Regions from separate parts of the Arachis hypogaea genome. Here region 2 is linked to region 1. Evidence: chromatin contacts called from public Hi-C data. All regions are on one chromosome and are shown on one strand. The core of a region is the stretch at or near the end of the contact, and the rest is flanking DNA. Distances in the headings are between cores, read along the strand shown. Region 1 holds the start of LOC140179107. Region 2 overlaps LOC112749206.

Evidence for each region. Hi-C and Micro-C count contacts between places; a contact is called where the count stands out from the background.
Region 2: a contact with region 1 is called in a Hi-C map of leaf, with 6 times the contacts expected there. The contact joins the enhancer-like site here to the promoter of LOC140179107 in region 1. A contact is called at or near these places in 4 of 8 Hi-C or Micro-C datasets (leaf and an unstated tissue).

Annotation. Positions count from the first base shown.
Region 1 is chr15:10,971,554-10,975,562 of arahy.Tifrunner.gnm2.J5K5, reverse strand. It overlaps LOC140179107, which reads right to left and starts at 2,629. Exons shown (of 2, transcript XM_072217725.1): 1 at 797-2,629; 2 at 1-667. The coding sequence starts at 2,629.
Region 2 is chr15:11,059,697-11,064,283 of arahy.Tifrunner.gnm2.J5K5, reverse strand. All of the region lies in intron 1 of LOC112749206, which reads right to left. It overlaps LOC140173189 (a long non-coding RNA gene), which reads right to left. Exons shown (of 2, transcript XR_011873145.1): 1 at 4,393-4,587; 2 at 457-4,208. Among protein-coding and RNA genes, the nearest start is that of LOC140173189, 3.4 kb to the right of the region's middle. Within about 2 kb of position 1,358, at least 1 of the 3 cell types and tissues checked has open chromatin away from gene starts, as enhancers often do.

The DNA of each region.
Region 1 (4,009 bases), core at 1,380-3,879:
TTTCTTCATCTCCCGGAGCCATTCTAATTTGGTTGTACCCGCTAAATCCATCCATGAAGGAGAACCTCTCAAATCCGGCTGTAGCATCTACCATTCTATCGACATCTGGCAGAGGAAAATCATCCTTAGGGCAAGCTTTGTTTAGATCTCTAAAATCCACGCAACACCGGATCTGCCCATTCTTCTTTTTCACTAGCACTATGTTGGCTAACCAAGAGGGGTGTTGTATTGGTTTGACAAACTTGGCTGCGAGTAACTTTTCGATTTCTTTCTTTACTTGAGCTTCTATTTCATTGGAGAATTTTTTAGGAGCTTGCTTGACAGGAGTTGCTCCTTTCCTCACGGCTAAATTGTGGGTCACTAGGTTTAGATCTAACCCTGGCATTTCATCATAGTTCCAAGTGAACACATCTCTGAACTCTGTTAATAATGCTATCAAATCCCTTTTCTCCTTCTCCCCTAGAGTTTTACACATGAACAAAGGCCTCGGGTGTTCTTCAGTCCCTAAATTAATCTCTTCCAACTCTTCCTCCTTCTGCTTTGCTTCATCTTGGAGTTGGACAGGGGCATTTTCTATGCTGCTTTGCAGATGTTCTTTTTTTTGTATACTTAGGATGTCGGGGCCAGGGGAGTTCTGGTAATTTTCCTCCGCTGGACCCCCGAGTTCCTATAGGATACACCACCGATATCCTCCACCTGGGAGAATTTCCTTACGAAGCCCTAGGTCTTCGATTGTTGTTGCTCGTTTTTTGGTGTTTTCTTTTGGTGCTTCCTCCCTCAGGGTGTCCTTCCGTACTGCTTTTTGTCTGGGTGTTCCAATGGTGCATTCCTGTACAGGCCTTATTTTGTTGACCCCTGGTAACGTAAGCTCTTCATAGAAACTCGCATCCACTAAATGTGCTTCTCCCGCATCAAAGGGTGTTACAGTGGCTGAGATGCTAATATCCTTCCCTCTCCAGCTAGACTTTATGCATTGATGCCAACTTGAAGGAACGCACCGATGTAAATGAATCCATGGACGTCCCAGTAGGATGTGGTAGCTAGAGCTTCCATCCACCACATGAAACTTATTATTGGTCTTTATGGGGCCAACCTCCAAGATAGCATTAACACACCCTCTAGATTTCACACCCACTCCATTAAAAGCATTGAGCCCGACTTGAGTAGGCCTTATCTGATCAGCAGAACCTCCCATTTCTAGAAATATATGAGTGGGTATGATGTTTACCCCTGATCTAGCATCCACCAAGGCCCTTCTGACCTTCATGCCTTCTACCACTGCTTCCACGTACAATGGTTTATTATGGTAGAACTCCCCATTAAATGAGTCAGGGTCCCGAAACACCAGGGCGTTTGCATGGGCCTTTGCTAATCTTGTGAGCTGAGCGTTGATACCCCCAAAACCTTTTTCATGCTTCTGAATAACTCCTATTAGAGCTCTGGCCACCTCTTTCTGAATGTGGGGTTCTAAGCCAAGTTGGTTGAACATGATTCTACAACCTCGAGACTTCAAAAGACCTCTTGTCAACGTGTCTTCATCCAAGGACTCCTCCATGGTGACCATCTCTTCTGCTTTATCTACGATCTCTGTCAGCATTACCTCTTCTTCAACGCCTATCATTCGAACATCATGTTGAGGAAAAGGAGTGTTTTTTACACCTTCTTGGTTTTGTTCCCCATTTAGGAGTATCTTCCCTTCCTTCACTTGCCTATGAAACATCGTCCTCACCACATAACAATCGGTCAACCCATGGCCCTTATTGCGGTGCACCATGCAATATCTTGGATCTCTCAAGTCTTCAGGGGTTGGTGGCTCTCTATCTGTTCTGGGGTTTAATGTTCCATCCTCAAACCATCCATTTACGACAACCATGGCCTGAGCTCTGGAGAGAGGTAGTGGGGGTGGAGGACTGTTTATCTTTGCACCCCTAGAATAGAAACTCCTTCTGCCCCTGCCATCAGCGGCACACACTTCCAGAGGGGAAACTTCTTTATATCTCCTTCCATTGCGCTTCATTACCTCGGTTATGTTAGATGCTCTCTTTAAGAGCTCAAAGAAAGTGTTTATGTTGCTCATAGAAAGATAAATTTGGGATCCATCTTCCACATTTCTAATACACCCGTACACCAATTGTGGCTCTGGGAGAGTGTCTATATAAAGTAAAGCTTGATCTCTGTACCTCTTGACGAATGCAACTAATCCTTCTCCTTGTCTCTGTTTCACTCTCCCCAGGTCCTTGATGTGCATGGAGGATTCCTCTTCCAGGAACTTGTTGCAGAACTCCGTCACTAATTGCTCCCAGGTGTTGATGCTACTGGCTTTCAACTTGCAATACCACGTGAACGTCTTTCCTGTCAGTGATTTTGAGAACTCTTTGATCTTGAGCTCTTGGTGGTTCCTGAACATCCCGAGATCGTCCAAGAATAACAGGATGTGTTCTTTGGCACTTCCAGCACCATCAAATTTATGAAAGGTAGGTGGTTGGTACCCCTTAGGGTATGGTTTTGCCAAAATATGATGCCCGAATGGTGGACTTATCTCCCAAGTGGGTTCACTTGCTTCTCCTTTGTCCTTTAGAATACGTGCCAACTCCCTACGAGTGACTGGAGTGTTCTTGTCTTCCTCCATATTCTCCTAGTTCGCGAATGGAGGCGGTGAGGGGGTTCTATACCTCGTTTGATCTCTAGCCATAATTTTCGTGATCAAAGCTTGCATCTTTGTTTGGTTGTCTATCATATAGTTGTACACATGAGCAGGAATGGTTACATGAGTGTGCATGCCAGTGGTACCTCCAGCATGGGGTGTGAAGAAATTTGTATAGGCATGAGCTCCTTCTCGTCCTGCACCCAGATTCTGCTGCTCCATGTGTTCCTCTTCTTGGTTGTGCCCGTCCTTGTCTTGAGGTGATCCCAAGCTGAGGTTGAGATCCTGAGGAGTTATTGAGCGTCTCTTAGGTGCTCGATTCTGCCCAGGATGAGTATTGCTAGATTCAGCCATCACGTCGAAGTGTTCCTCCCCAGTGGAGTCGCCAGATGATTCGGGTGGGTTTCGTGAGAAATAGATTAAGTGAAAAATAATAGTTAAGGTGAGAGATTAGGGGTAAGTAAACTTGTGAGGAAGACACTTCTATTAATGGCAAATAAGCAATACAAGAACTAATAGTGAGGAAGAGAGGTGGAGAACAAGTGTTGAGACCTCCACTAATGTCACAAGAGGATGAACGAACTTTGTTTAAAGTGGACAGGAATGGTTTACAGAGAAGAGAAGCTCTCAGAAGAGGATGAAGGTGAAGGTGAAAGTAAAGGATAAAAAGGGTTTCAAAGTCTGTGAAGAAGAAGATGATCAAGGTGAAAGTGAAAAGTGAGAGTGAAGGATGAAGGATGAAGGAAAAGATGATTTACAGAGGTGGCTTGAGGTCCTTTTTATAGCATAAAACCATGATGAAGAGGACACCACTTGGCCAATGGTTTTAGTCTGACATTTGGTTTACTGCTCTTTCCAAAATATCTTTAGGTATTTGGGATCACCTCAAGTCTTATCAACTGAAAAGGGTAGGAAGTTGATTCCCACACGTTAAACTAAAGCTCCTGACATGTGACATTAGTGAAGGGACATCTAGTTTGGTTTTCTTTCAACTAGATGACACCTTTACACTCCAAATCCAACCAATCCACTTCCACCAATATAGTTCTCACTGAAGAGAAATTCAACTCCTCAAGGTGTTCTTTTGGGTTCCATCCTTTTAGCCCAATACCTTTAGGAGGAACTTAACTCTTTTTTGACCATGTTTGTAGGTCATTATAAAAATTAATGATGTACAAAAAGGGTTTATATTTTTAGTACACAATCATATATGAATAGGAACGCCTTCTGCCCCTGCCATCAACAATCATATAAAAATTAATGGTGGAGGACTGTTTTTGTTAGGGCCCTTAGAATAGGAACGCCTTCTGCCCCTGCCATCAACAACACACACCTCCAGAGGGGAAACTTCTTTAGATCTCCTTC
Region 2 (4,587 bases), core at 109-2,608, 90 kb before region 1:
CACTTTATATATAAACTTGTTCCGACTTCATTTATACTTAACACTTTTTTCCAACTATATAATTTAACACAAACTGACACATATTAAAATAAAAAAAATGATTATTTGCATAATAAATATTTATGAATATATTTATAGTTTAATTTGTTTCGAAGGTGTATTTTATACTTTAATGTGTATTTTATATGGTTGTGTTAAAAAACTAATCAATTTGTCATGCACAAATCGTATTGATTTTAAATCACAGTAGTGATCACTGAGAGAGAGAGAGAGAGAGAGAGAGAGAGAGAGAAGAGAGAGAGAGAGAGAGAGAGAGAGAGAGAGAAGAGAAGAGAGAGAGAGAGAGAGAGAGAGAGAGAGAGAGAGAGAGAGAGAGAGAGAGAGAGAGAGAGAGAGAGAGAGAGAGAGAGAGAGGAGAGAGAGAGAGAGAGAAAGAGAGAGAGAGAGAGAGAGAGAGAGAGAGAGATTTCAGTTTTTCATTCACACACATTGAGATTTATTTGTACAAGATATTTATACTCATTTTCAGCTTTTAGTTTTACTGAGCGCGAGAGTTAGTTATAGGAAGTTTACACTCTTCTAATTTTTAACTACTCCTTGTTTCTAACTGCTTTGCTGAGTTAGTTTTTGATGTATTCTTATATTCTTCTCTAACTACACCTACATCAACCCTGCTGCTTCATGATTTTCATTTTGCTTTGGAGGTGTACTTACATTAACCCTGCTAATGTGGTCTCTTTTAGCTACTCTGATTTTGGCTCTGAGCCTTAGAAAATTTGATGCTGAGAGTGGCTCTATTAGCATGTCAGAAATCTGATCTTGGGATAGAATATGCTGGATGGTGATTTTCTTTTGCGTAACATAGTCTCTGATAAAATGTTGATTTAGTTCAAAGTGCTTGCTTTTGTTGTGCAGTACAGGATTAGCAACCAGTAGTACAACACTTTGGCTGTTGTTATAGAGACTCAATTTAACCATACAACATGCATTTCAATCAGGAGGTTCTGAATCCAAATAATTTTCGTGAGCCCTGCTGCAAGGCCTCTGTACTCTACTTATATTGAACTCTTTGAGACCGTTGTTTTCTTTTGGCTAGACCAATAGACAAAGTTCTCTCTTAGTACACACAAAATCCACTAGTTGATTTCTTATCATCCATATCACTTCTCCAGTCGGAGTCACAAAATCCGTAGAGTCTATAATCTGTTGACTTATGGAATCGGAGACCATGATGAATAGTCCTGGAAAGATATCGCAATATTTGCTTTACTGCCTTTCAATGGCTCTCAAGGGGATACTGCATGAACTGGGAGGCTTTGTTGACAACATTGGAGATCTCAGGGCGGGTGATTATAGCTTACTGAAGTCAACCTACAATTGATCGATACAAGGCTGGTTTGGGGAAGGGTTCTCCTTCATGAGCTGAGAGTTTCAAGTCAGAGGTCATGGGGGTAGGCATAGGTTTTGCAATGGACATCTCAGCTTTATGGAGAAGATCTTTGATATATTTGGTTTGTAAAATGTGAATTTCTGCTTCATTGTGTCTCACGACCTCTATTGCCCAAAAAGTAGCTCATTTCACTAAGGTCTTTGAGAGAGAAGGTGGAGTGTAACTACTTGAATTTCAGAGTCAGAGGAGACAGTGACCAGAATGTCATCAACATACACATGGATGAATGTGGCTAAGGTGGCTGTAAACTTGGTGAAGACGATGGTAGTGTCTAATCTGGTGTTGTGGAAGCCAAACAAGTGAAGGGTGTATTGTAATTTGGTAAACCAGACTCTTAGGGCCTGCTTTAAGCCATAGAGGGATCTCTGGAGTTGGCAAACATGTTGAGGATGAGCAGACGAAGTGAATCCCTTAGGCTGGGTATAAAGACCTCTTCCTCTAGATCACTGTTGAGGAACGCGTTATTGAAGTCATACTAGCGAACTTTCCATCCTTTTGCAAGTGCAACACTTAACACGACCTTGACAGTGGCTAGTTTAGCCATGGGGTTGAAGACCTGATCAAAGTTGATGCCTTCTTTCTGATGGAATCCATTCGCGCCAAGTCTTGCCTTGTACTTCTGCACCATGCCGTCAGGATACTTCTCGATGTGGAATACCCACTTACAGCCAATGACAGGGGCTGTGTGAGTGGGCCTGCCTGTGAGCCACCATGTATTCTTATGAATTAGGGCTTTATATTCCTCTTGCATCGCCTCACGCCAGTGGGAACTGCTCAATGACTCAGCCATGGAGTTAGTCAACCACCACCACAAGAGCACGATCACAAACCCGAGTGCACGAGTAAGAGTCTGCGTCTGCTGTCGCTATAGGAGCACGATCGCACCGGCCAAAATCGCCAGTCGCCGTAGTCACAAGAGCCAGAGTGCACAGAACCCAAGTTCCCAGACTAGAATTGGCATCAACCACTACCATAGAAGCATGATTACGCAGGTGAATCCCCTCTCTAACTACTGTAACATATGTTTTTGGCTTAAAGATCCCTGATTTGCTCTTGGTTTGCATTGAGTGGACATTTGATGTAGGGACTTCCACAGACGATTATGGCAGCAGCACTTCGACAGACAGTAGTGGCAACGGTTCCTACAAAGATCTCAATTCAACACTTGCAAGGGAGTTCTAATAAGGGGAAACATCAACAATAGTATCAGAAAATGCAGGATAAGACACAGACGCAAGAAGTAATGACTCAGGTATGCAATTAACAATATTGGAAGCATTATATAATGGATGTATGGAATTAGGTGTTCGATTGTGGGGTGGGGAACAGGTAGGGTGGGTCGAGGGCTGTTGTGTAGGTGTTGAGGTTGTGGGAAGATGGGAGTGATGGTCAAGGGAGAGGCTAAAAGGCTGAGTTGAGGACTGCTGTGCTTGTTGCACAACTGAGGATATAGTGAGGGTGGTATTAGAAGGGAAAGTAAGAGAGGATTTTGGTTGGATTGGGCTATAGATGGTGATGACGGGGAGTGATAGAAGGTATTGAAGAAGTGGGGATATGGGAATTCGAATTCGTTGAAGATGATGTTTCTGGATGTGAATTCCTTTCTTGATGGAGATAAACATTTATACTCTTTCTGATTTCCTGTGTACCAAATGAATATGCATTGGTGAGACTTGTGGTTGAATTTGTGAGGGTTGTAGTGTTTGAGTAGGGGGTAGCAGGCACAACCAAATGGTTTAAGGAACGAGTTGTTAGGTTTGCAGCCAATGAGAAGCTCGAGAGGTGATTTGTAGGAGAGTGTTTGGCTAGGCAGTCGTGATGAGATAGATCGCAAAGAGGGTGGCATCTCCCTAGAAAGATAGAGGCAGAGAAGCTTGGGCCATTAGTGTGAGGGTGATTTCAGTGATGTGGCAGTGTTTTCTTTCAACAGTACTATTTTGTTGGTGGGATTATGGGCAGGTTAGTCTGTGATGGAGTATTGGAGTCGAGATAGGCTTTGAATGTGGCTGAGAGATATTCACAAGCATTGTCTATTTGGAGGGATTTGATCTTCAGACTTATCCTATTTTCAATGAGCGCTTTAAATTTCACAAAAGCATCAAAGGCTTGGTCTTTTGTCTCTAACAGATAGGTATAGGTACATCTGGTACTTGAATCAGCGAAACAAATATAGTATTTGTGGCCAAGTCTACTGTGAACAGGGGCTGGTCCCCAAATATCTGAGAATACTAATACAGCATGCATGACAAAGAGTAGGAATGCAATTTTCTTTATTTATTGATTCATGAAGAATATTACATTCTTTTGTGACAAGGCTTACTATTTTGTCACCTGGGTGACCAAGCTTTTGGTGCCACAGCTGCATAGCAAGGTCATTACTTTTACATGTAATGTTTGCATGTACATTTTGAGTGTTTTGTGTTCAGGGTAGGTTTCTATAGAGATACTGTTATTTAGACTTTTATCCTCATTTGTGATTGCTGCAGTGTTGGAAACACTTTGCACAACCATGCGTTTAGCATCAAATTCAGAAGTGACAACAATATGTTATGGGAGCTCAGAGGTCACAGGGGAAGGTATGGCTATATTGCTATTTTTTGTAGGTGAAGGCGGTTCTTGAGTAGTGGTGTTCAAACATGTTGGTATATAGAGAGGTGGAGGGTTGGTGTATGTTGTGTTGTGTCTTGCATTTACTGAAATTCCTTCAAACTTGTAGAGACCATCCTTAAGAAGTCCTTGCAATAGTCTTCCTGGTTATCTAACATTGCACATTGTATATATAAGGCCAAAATTCAAAGAAAACGCAATTGTTCAGGGTAAATTTAGCTACACTTATTAGATTCTTGGAAATGTTGGGAACATGGAGTAGGTTTTGTAGCTCAAAAGGTCTATTTGATGGAATGCATGCATTATAGAGCTTCCAATATGTGTAATTTTCATACCTTGGCCATTACCTCCATACACTTTTTGATCCATTATAGTTTGTCCTGCGTTGAGGTTGTTCTAATCGAAGGTGATGTGATGCGCCAGAGTCTGGGTACCATCCTATCTCTGGGATTGCAGAAGGCAAGGCAAGCGTGAAGGCTCTGAGCAACAGATGGATGCGAGCTGGATTGTTGTGAGCTTTGTGGTGCTTG